Regions from separate parts of the Anas platyrhynchos genome. Here region 1 is linked to region 2. The links are chromatin contacts, called in public Hi-C maps. All regions are on one chromosome and are shown on one strand. The core of a region is the stretch at or near the end of the contact, and the rest is flanking DNA. Distances in the headings are between cores, read along the strand shown. Region 1 has its middle 21 kb from the start of ITGB1. Region 2 overlaps EPC1 (enhancer of polycomb homolog 1).

The links. Hi-C and Micro-C count contacts between places; a contact is called where the count stands out from the background.
Region 1: a contact with region 2 is called in a Hi-C map of skeletal muscle, with 2.3 times the contacts expected there. The contact joins two enhancer-like sites. A contact is called at or near these places in 2 of 8 Hi-C or Micro-C datasets (skeletal muscle and subcutaneous adipose tissue).

What each region holds. Positions count from the first base shown.
Region 1 is chr2:144,623,663-144,629,177 of IASCAAS_PekinDuck_T2T, reverse strand. No RefSeq gene overlaps it. Among named protein-coding and RNA genes, the nearest start is that of ITGB1, 21 kb to the right of the region's middle. Within about 2 kb of position 3,152, at least 1 of the 8 cell types and tissues checked has an H3K27ac peak or open chromatin away from gene starts, as enhancers often do.
Region 2 is chr2:144,492,522-144,497,890 of IASCAAS_PekinDuck_T2T, reverse strand. The region is part of intron 3 of EPC1 (enhancer of polycomb homolog 1); the gene reads left to right. Among named protein-coding and RNA genes, the nearest start is that of EPC1, 36 kb to the left of the region's middle. Within about 2 kb of position 2,225, at least 3 of the 8 cell types and tissues checked have an H3K27ac peak or open chromatin away from gene starts, as enhancers often do.

The DNA.
Region 1 (5,515 bases), core at 1,903-4,402, 130 kb before region 2:
GTCATTTTGTGTTGTGGCTGCTATGACTGGATCCTGCTCCAAGGCAGAGAATGCAAGGCTCTAAGGTAATAAAAATAAATAAATAAGACTTTGGGCAGTCTTTGTAGTGCTTCATATTACAGAGCTCGTGAGACCTTTGTCATAATGTTTTTAATGTATTTTTGCCACAGAGAGAAACTTACACCTCACATAAATTTGACTGGCCATGATAACTCAGACTGAGAGAGTTTTTGTGCTCTTTTTCTCCATCTTAATATCCTGTGTTCTCTTCCATCGAAGCATCTTCAGAGCTGGATGCAATTAAATAGGAAAAGATGGATCACTGAGACCAAACAATGTGGAAGGTCAGGGGAAAGGGTAAATAACCTTGCAGATATTTCTCTCTTCCTCTCCTGTCCCAGGATGCAGCAATCCCTGTTTTCAAAGTGTTGACAAAATCCCACTGCACAACCCTCAGCCTTCTCCCTTCCACCACTGCCAACAATCCCCTTGCCACTGCCATAAAAAACTTGCTCATTTGAATTAAAACCCAGTGTTTGGACTGAAATACAGAAGTAGCTCATTAAACTTTTCTTAGATAAATTGTTTAGACTAAGTAATTCTCTCCTTTCCTCCCCTTGTGTTGCCGGCCTATTGTTTATAGCCAGCATTCCAGGCTGCATGTGATGAAAATGCTGATGTGTTTCCTGAGTTACAGACTCAAGCTTTATCTCATCTTTCATTTAGGAAACTGGCTGCTTTATCATTTTATGCTGCTGTGTGCAATGTTTATTTTTTCCCCATTATTAACATTGTATAGGAGGATGTGCCCAGCCCGATCAGCTGTTAGTTGTATTGTGCATACACCAATACAACATACATACAAAAAAAAAAAAAAAAAAAAAAAAAAAAAAAAAAAAAAAAAAAAAAACCACCATAGTGTAATAGTTTGGGGAAATCTACACACAGCTCATAGTTTCCCTTTGATATTGGGGACAGTCTCTGAGTTTTAGCATAAATTTGTATCTGTGCACTTATGCCCATCACATACTACATTGACTAAATTGTGGGATTTTCTGGTATTCTCTGCTGCCTTTTACTTCCCTATTTAAATCAAAAACCTCAGGATATGACATGGAAAACTCCTGCCCTATGCACAGAGTTAATGATGATCACCTATTCAGCTCAAGTCCTCTTAGAAAGAAATAATTCATCCTCAGGTTTTTCTCTGTTTGGATTCTGCAGGAGAAATTACTATGCAGTGACTCATCTGATGGATCATGAAGGCAGCAAAGGGGTCTAGGGGCTACAGATGAATCTTTTGCTGGCTATTCTGGTCAATATACAACTAATTGAAAAAGTAAGAGACATAGTCCATGGTTTAGAGAAGTTTCGTTTAAGAGAAAAAGAATCCTGAATTTCCTAAAGCATTTTGACTTAATTCAAAAGAATGTGCAACTGGTTAGGAAAGGGGATGGGTACTTACCCTTTGGTCTACAGGATATTTCTTGGGTTTGTTCAAGTTGATTGATTTTCTAAATCATTTTGAAAAGTCTGTATAACTTTTTGCTTCAATTACTGAGGTAAATATTAAGGAAAAAGTGACTACAATATTAGAAAGAATCTGCAGAGGTAGTGAAAGCCAAAATCAACTGAATTAAAAGATGTCAGTGATGTGAAAATGTAAAATTGCCTGTCTTGGGTCGTGTGCTGCTTGTGAGGATAAATCTGAAACATTCTTACTCGTAATAGTCACCACGATTATTTTTTGTTACCTTTTATATCAAATATGATGGATTCATTGTGTGCATACACTGGATTGCCCTGAATTTTTGAGGGGTCCCAAAAATAAGGTTGTCATATTCTTTAGATGTCTGTCAGTTCAATTATTTTTATTGATGCTATCAATTGCTGTTCTTGAATGACTTCCCATAGTGCTTTCTAATAATAAGTATTTTTCACTGTGAATTTTACCTGCAACCATAGAACACACACAGAACGAGTTACCAGCTTAGATTTTCTTTCTACATTGTTTATATGAGTTTGCTTACGCTGACCTTCCTTTGGAAAGAATATCTTTCCAAAATAATTTACATTTAAGCTAAACCGAAACAAAGGCGCCTGACAAAAATATGGCCTGTCAAAATCCAGCTTGAACTTCGACTTGTTGTTCAGATCTGCTTCCTTCCCTCCCCACACCCAGTAGTATTTGCTTTCTCTAATTCAAATATTTTCAATTCCACTTAATGTTCCCTTTCTCAACAGCTCACTTCCTCATTAATGCATAGAAAAATGTATGGTTTCAAATGTTTGCTCCATGGTCATCCGTAAAATTCACATAAGCAACAGCAGAGCTAAATGACAATCTTCAAGGCTTGGTTCTCTGAGACTTGGGCCATGTGGAATTAATTTTCCAAATTTTCACCAGTTTTTCTTTGTTAAATTGGTGAGGTTCAAACCATCTTCTTGTTACTACATTCCCTGCAAGTTTCTCTGCTCTCCAGTCGTATTTTGTTTACACCATTTATAATTAGCCTGTTACTAACCGTAACACCCATCTCCAAGCATTCACTTTAGTTATTTTTGGATCATAAAAACAGACTGATTGAAAATGAGACATAATAAATCATAATAGTATAGAAAGTTTAGAAAGATGAGTATGTCGACCACTCCTTCTCGTTGTGAGGACGGTGTCTCCTGCAGCGCCCCTGGACATGAAGCCAACACGGTACTGAAATAGGATTTGAACTACACCGCATCTATATTCAGACCTTCAGCTGTAGCATGGGAACATTCAGTTCATTTGCTTTAAGCCAAATTTCTGTTCTTCAAGTCCAGGGACTGCCACAGCATTGATTTGATCCTTGCTATATTTTAGTGCAACCCACAAGGGTTATTTTAATTGTGGTATCCATATGTAATTCGTAAGGACTGCTTTAGTGCTCTCCTCTCTGCTGTTCCCTTTCTTCCTTCCTTCCCTTCACCCAGCCTTGTGCCATCACCCAGCACATGACTTGCAAGCCTTTTGCACAGGTTTCTTATCAAACACAGGCTGCGAGACATCTGTCCTGTAGAGGACAGCTGTCCAGTAGGGGACATCCAGACGAGGCCTCCGGCAATCCTCCGCAGAAAACCTACTTCTTTCGAGGAACACTAGATGGCACACAACAACCACTGTATTATTTCTTTTTTGGTTCAGAAATTAAAAATCCTTTTTAAAGCATCAGCCTGGAACGTAACTAAGGGACCGAGTGCAAAACACGAGTCTCAGCACACTATAAAACCCACTGGGCCTTCCCAATAAAACCTCACCCCTCTTTCTCCATCAGAACTATTATTTTTCTACTTATAACTCTGCATAATTTGGCAGCTTCAGAAAGTAAACAGATTTTATTTAGTGGCTTGTTGAGAGGGAAGGGAATACTGTTGTTTCAGTGCAATATAAAATAATAGCGTGGCAAGCAAAGAAAAGCCCACTTGGTTCAGCAGCAGCTATAATTAATTCAAAAGACAACTGCTGGGACAAGATTCAAGTGATATAATAATCACTCACATGGTTTCCATTAAAGGATCTGTGTTTCAGTTTGTAAGAAAAATCCAGTACTCACTTCTACTCTTTATACACTGATAAGATTTTTTCCTCATCCTAAGAGATCCAAAAGCCCAGGGAAACAGATGCATTTTACTATTCCAAATTCATGTGCTGTTTTGTACCAGTGCTTAGCATGGGTCTGTTTTAATTCTGGGAAAAATATATATATATTGTCAAAAACTCCCTTGTGGGGAAAAAAATAAAAATAAAAATAAAAAAAAAAATAAAAAAGCACGTAACAAGGAAAAGCATTTATAGGACTCTTTATAGCTCATTTCCAAAAGACTAAGCCTATCAATTCCTGGTGCCACTTTACACAGTCATCACATTAGTATAAGGTGGTGCAACTTCTCTGTGTGAGTGAGGTTATAATTTAACTGAAAAGATGCGAACTTTCAACTTCCTGAGCTGTTAGTAATTGCCATAGCTTATTTGAAACCATGTCATGATTACTTGAGAAAGATCCAATTCTAAACTCACCTAAGCAGGAAGCCGTAAATGCAGTTTGCTGGAAGGAAGGGCAAAAAGCCTTCCTTGCTTGGATTAACACATACTATATGATGTAAGAGTGGGTAAGGGAGCCTTGACTCTGAGTGATTTCTTACTCCTCTTCTTCAGAAGCAGGACCCTCTTCTGTGAAAGCATCCCCAGGATGTAGAGCCAAGACCAGTATAAGGCACCCACGTGGTTGAGAGGTGACTCAGAACGGGAGAAATCAGCCTTTACTGCTAACCAAAGTCTCCAGCAGAGATGAGTGTTGTGTTTTGTTTTGTTTTTTTTTTTACTTTCATTTCCATTCATGTATTTTCACATTTTGCATTTCTTGTTACCTATTTTCAACTGTGTAAATAAGTAGTTTTATTTGTGTTTAACTTGCTCTGGTATCTCAGCTCAGAGTAACTGGCTGAACCCTACAGTACTGCATTCCTTCAGGAATGGTCCTGGGCATCTCTTCTCTGCGCCTCATACAACAAGGCATGTTTCCACATAGTTGCGTGACTGGTCTGAGATGGAAAAGTAGAGGCCTTGGGGGAAGAATGTATGCCTGCAAGTGTCATTAACCTAGAAAGTTATCCGGCAGTAAGCAGTCCAGTCTATTTGAGTTAAATAATATCTGTTTCAAGGATGCCATGGTTAAAAAAATGATGAAAAATTTGCAGTACTATGCAAGTCCTTACTCCAGCTTACAGGAAGTACACTTCAAAAAAATATTATTGCAAGCTTGTGTGTGGTGACAACTTGCTTGTAACAGCTGTATATAATTAAGGGATAGAAAGTAGCCAAGTATATGTAAACAGTTCTCCCATTTTTTGTAAAGAGCCATATATTTTTCATGTTACTTGGAACTATGGTTGCTAATTCTATATGTTTGTTGCTTGAAATTAATGGGATTATTTTTTTTTTTAATTTGGTAATTATCCAACAATTTTCATGCAAGATATTTGCTAGAGTTAAGCCATCTACATATCTACTTGTTCTGTATTTCTTTCACCTCCACACCATGACACAAATACATCTCAGAAAATTCTCAGGTTTTCACAAACAGATTTCTACGGATGTCTCACAGGAACTTAATAGCAGCAAATTAATGAAGATTGATTGGAGGTTTCCTAACAGTATGGGAACAGCTTAACATACCACCCCCCCCACCCCCCCACCCCCCTGGAATGAGGACGGAGTAAGAAGCGACCTTAAGAGGCAGAGGTCCTGCACCTGGGACCAGTTGTGCACTGATACAGCTCTACCACTTTCAGAACTACGCTTTGTGCCTCCACATGATGACTCGTTGTATGCAGTTTTACCAAACTGACAGGAAATGAGTGAAATAAGAAAGAGACATTTCTTCATGAGGGCATTCAGCACTGCAGAGTCAGATGCCTACTAGCTTGTCTGAAAGTGCCCTTGGGCCTTCTTCTGCATCTTTAACATACAGACACCTAAATA
Region 2 (5,369 bases), core at 976-3,475:
CAGTGTGGCCTGAATTTATGGATGCTGTCATATTTTAAATCCCATTCGGTGTTCATATTTTGTCCCAGTCAGACAGTTAAGTCTCACACTGTACACAGAAAGAATAACCATGACAGTTACAATGCATTGAGCTTATGAGCACTAGGGAAGTGCTTGTCCTTACTGTAAACCTTCCCTCTTCACCCTCTATTCTTCTCTCCTCCCTCTCCGCCTCTATATGACTTTACAGCCTCAAACCTGTCTCAGTTGCTCAGTGTTTATATCAGACTTCAAAACAAGTTTGATCATAATTGCACGTAAAAGGTCATGAATTTGGAATGCTAGTCTGTCCTGTGTTTTTAAAGGCAATCTAAATAAACTTGGAGATTACAAGACACTAAGAATAGCTGACCTATAAAGAATAATGATTTGGCATCTGACTCACACTGCATGTCATATTGCACTGTCTTTCAAAAAAAAAAAAAAAAAAAGGAAAAAAAAAAACATTTTTACTGGTCAGGAAACATGCAAGTTTATATTTTGTCTGAGCCTTTCTGCCTAATACAGGTTTCTGCTGTAGGCAGCATCTTGGAGCACTCAAATGGAGCTCTGTTCATTCCAAGCCAAGAAAGTGTCTAAATCTGTAGATTTGTGAACTGAAGACTGACACTGCAGCAGGAAGTACACAGATAAGCTCATCACAGTGGTGTAATCTTTGGAAAGTCTATTTTAAGTTATTCAGCATTGCACCTGTCATTGTCGCTAGCGAAGAAGCGCTCCTCCTTCCACCTTTGTGGCATCAGACCTGAAATTCTGGTCTGCTGGCTGTTGTGAATACAGATGCTAATAGAGTTTAGTAGAAAAGTACTGATAGATTTTACTTGCATTTTCAGAGTCTTGTGACAAAATTTAGCTGATGAGGGCAGTTGCATGCTAATTGCTAGGACGGTTTCTTCTTTACTACATGTCTTACACAGTGCAATTCTGAGCATCTCTTCTAGCATTTTTACAAGGCTTATTTTGGTTTTCCCAGATATCTTAACAATTATCTTGATAGTTTTGCCATCTAGGTACATGAAAGCCCTACTTTTCTTCCCAACAGTTACATGCTGTACGGCGCTTTTTTTTTCTTGTAACAAAAGTTATGATTTGAAGGAATGTGAGATGGGAGCTTTGATATCGCTGACACTGACAGTTGCTGAAGGGATATGGTTAGGCATACTTTGGCGGTCTGTGTATTTTGCAGCCCGTGCTTCTGCTCATCACTACATAATAGCTTCTTTCCACTGTTGTGTGAGGTCTTAAACAGAGGAAGAAAGTACTTAAAAAGTAAATGCTCTGGAATCTACAAATATGTGCTTGTTTAACCAGCTGGGTTTTAGCCATCAGTATGATTTGCCTTGTATCTTTTTTCTCTGAGCTTGCTTTCTTCCATGTAGGACTGAAATAAGTAGTACTGTGGGTTTATTTGTTTATTTTTGAAATTAAAAAAGAGCTTGATAGTTCAAGGAGATATTCTGGAAGCTTCCTCAGTTTGATGTTTTATACCTGTAAAATACAAGATTTTATATGAAATGTGTCTGTGACTGTTCTTGAAAGGTGCTTAGTCTCCTTAGGTTGATAAAGCAAGCTGCTTTCAGCTTGATTGCCTGACATGAGATGCTGAGCCTTAACTATTGAACAAACAAATTCATGCAAATGTTGATGCTCGGTTTTCTTGATGATGTTTTTGATGCTTTGCTGTCCCCATGTAACTTGAATACTGTAAAATATTCAGTATAAATATCAATCAAATTCTGTTACTACTTAAGTGTGAATGACTTCTTGAGGTAATGAAACTGTACTTTACAGAAGAGGTGGTTAAACCTGACAGGAATGCTGTAAACATGAGGCAGTCTTAGGGAAGGCGGTACAGCTGTTGTAGTTGTGTGTTAAAGATCCCTGTGTTAAACCCCATGGTTCAGTCACCTTTTTTATTTTTATTTGTTTATATTTAGTTTTTGTTTCTCTTGCTCATTTTCTCCCAACCAGAAGTGAGGTTGCATACCTGTTGGGTATGTGTCAAGCCTCTTTAACTCCAGAGTTGGGCAATGCACACTACTGAAAGTTCGTGGAAGAAATATGTCAATACCAAACATAGTGACTAAAATAAATGTGGCTTGAGCTCCCAGCTTCTGATATCATGTGGCTCAGGGGCTGTGAAAACGTGGCTGGTTTTTGCCCTGTTCTTAGCCTTCATGGGATGGCCATGGACTCCTTTTTGAGACCATGTATTAGGCTAAGTGGCTCCCTGATAAAGTACAATCTTGTCTTGTGGTTCGTTACCAAAACTGTTACTGCATTCTTTGAAGAGTTGGTTACTAGTTGGGCCTATGGTTTAGACTAACCCAGACAACCAGAGATTGACTACTTATTTTTAAAGGTCCTTGACTATAGCAGCACAACTGGATGTTTAGGAAGCTGACCTTCGAGCTCCAGGGAGTGTTAAGTTTAGATATTATTTTCAGGGTTTGTTTTTAATGATTTTTATCAAAAATAAATAAATCTCTTCTTCCTGTGAAGAAAAAACGAGTCTAAATCTTTAAGGAGATGTGGATCTGGGAAGCTGCTGATCCCTGCAGCTTGTGTGGTTTGGCTTGCGGAAGGCAATGGTTTTTAAACCTTCTGTAAGCTTATAATGGAAAGATACAGGCACTTCTCAAACTACATGTTACGGATTTATTCCCTTGCCTGGTGTTTTTTAGTGCCTTTTCTGTCTTGTTACTGTACTGCTGTCAAGCTGATGAATGGGTCAGTTTTGAGGTATGCTCTAAAGGCAAAGGAAAAAAGGGTTGGCTTAATGAGGGACACTGCAAGACTTGGTCTGAGGAACATTTTTGTGGAAGAAGTAGTTGATATTTCACTCCATGGCTGATGTAGAAAACTTCTGAGAGAAATGTAAAAGTTCACCCAACTTAGTTATCATCTTTTTGAGTCCTGTCATCTATGTAAATGGTGAAGTTCAGGGCAGGTGGTAGATCTCCAAGTGCTGTGCTCAGTGCTGTGCTCTGCCATACAGCAGGAGCAGTTGCAGCACCCTGTCTGAATGGAGCACAGCCGCGTGTGCCTGTGCATGCTAATACTCAGAAGAGCACTGAAACAATAGAAACTTGTTTCATGTGAAGTTGGGTACCGTGTTCCTCGTTATTCAAATGATGTTTTTTTTTTTTTTAGCAGTGCTCACTCTTGTTAACACTGATGTGATGTCCCTGTAACTAACAAAAATGCTGGAATACAAGTGTAGAGCTTTTGCCATACAAAATTGTTAGGTAGGATTGCTGACATGCAGTAATGTTCAAGCAAGTAACGAGATTGCTTTGGTTTTATTTTAGTTTGGGAACTTGATACAGTTTTCTTATGGGTCAACTAATGAAAAATCTTGACTTTCCACTTCCATGTCATACTAAGGGGGAAATGTTTTTGCCATAAAGGTTTATTCAGGCTCTCTGAAATGACTTTATAGTTGGAATTTGTGATGATAAAAGGCTGGATTTTAAGGGTTTTTTCATTCCCACATAGAGTGTATCCTGAAAGCTGTGACTTCATAAACTCCATCAAGTATTAGTTTTCTGATGCAGCCTGCTTTGAGCAGTGGAGGTCATGCCCTGGGCTACTGAAGTAATGTGCACTAAAAGCATCTTCGTGTGTCCTTCAGGATCCTTTAGTTAGGGTTCTGTTTAACGCGATCACTTAGGTAGCTTTGCATCATTCTCCCCAATGACTGCTGTGCAGCTGGAGCAGCGAGCCATGGTAAGGAAGTGGTAAGGCAGGCTTGCAGTTAATTCTGGAACTGTGAAATGCAGCTGTGTGGTGAAGTCAGGGGCGATGGGCTGAACTGCGCTGCTGTTGGATAGAGGCAGTTCCACCTTTTCCTTAGAGCTGGCTGTGGTTTATGCATTACCTCTCAGTGAACCCATTTAGCTCAGGCACAAGCAGAAGACAACTCACCTAAGAATAACTCCATGCATTTCTGGGCTGAATAGGCTGATTGCATGATAGCAAAGGAAAAGGTGGGGAGTTCTTACAGCTCTTAGCAACTCTAATGAAATAGGATAGCTCCTTCTGAGCTGTTAGTAATTTCCATACAAAACCATTCAAAGCAATGTTGAGCATTATGTTTCTGAGTGGATGTAGTGCGGTTGCAATTAGACAAGCTGCCACGCTGCTCCAGTCTTCTTAGGGAGTCTGGAGAGGATCTGTACCTGTGAATGCTGAGGTGTAGATTCAGTTGGTGAGCTATGTAATGTAGTCAGTGCATAAATGCTAAAGGTTTCCCAGTTCCCAGGATTCCTGTGTCGTGAATGTGCTCCTCCATAGCTTGCTCTGAGCTGATTTCACTTGTTTCTTTGTCTGTTTTTCCAGAGTAATTTGGAATATGAAACTAATCTTCATTCAGTCTTCTGGTAACAGGACAGCACATCACTCTGTTTCTTCAAGCATTGTTATGATCTCTAGTAATAATGTTGTTGGGCTTGTGGATCAAATGCCTGTGTCCTCCACCCCCGTACCACCATTCACTGAACAAATGTAACAAATGAAAATTTCCCAGAATGTGTAAGCAATTCCCTACTGGAAGTTCAAATATGGAAATAAGATTTTTCCAAGAAAAGGACAGGCTCCTTGTATACTCCTAGAAGTAACTGATTTGAGCATTGGGAAAGCAGTAGGCTAAGATGCTGAAGACTTGTGTGGCTGACCTCGTTTTTAACCAGTGTTCCAGATAAAAAGACTAATAATTAGCAAGGTTTCTTGATAGTCTGTTAATTACAAAAATGCATATTTTTTTTAAGTACAATTAGATTACATTTTCACTGAGCAACTGCTGCTCCTAGACAGCTGTTTAAATTGGGATTTGTAGCAGAGATCTAATTATTGTAGTAATTACAGCAGAATCCTTCTTAATTGACTACGCATGAGACTGACATCAGTTGATTAACAGAAGTGATCTCCATGGTCCTTCACCATGTCTGGAATATGAAGGGACAGCTCTGGGCTGTGCCACAATTACAAGCAAACAGATTTCTCTACTGCATGGAATGATTTGGGGTGGTGAGAGATCCTGGTTGCCTGAGGAGGGAAGGCCTTACAGCCACATGACTCTTTGGGCACTTACACGGATGTGAGGAGTTGTTTACCAGTGTTTTCATGTACAAGTACCCGTAACAGAAGGATGGCTCACACTTGTTTGCAGCCCAGACTTCGCTTTTTTTATTTTTTTAAATCTGCTGTCTCCTTCAGGACCCATCAAAGGGAGAGCAAGGCACTGCATGATGCTGCTCTGGTGACCCACAGCCCTTGTCTTGTTCTGATCACATGTGCTTGTTGTAACCAAATTCAAACTATTGCCAACA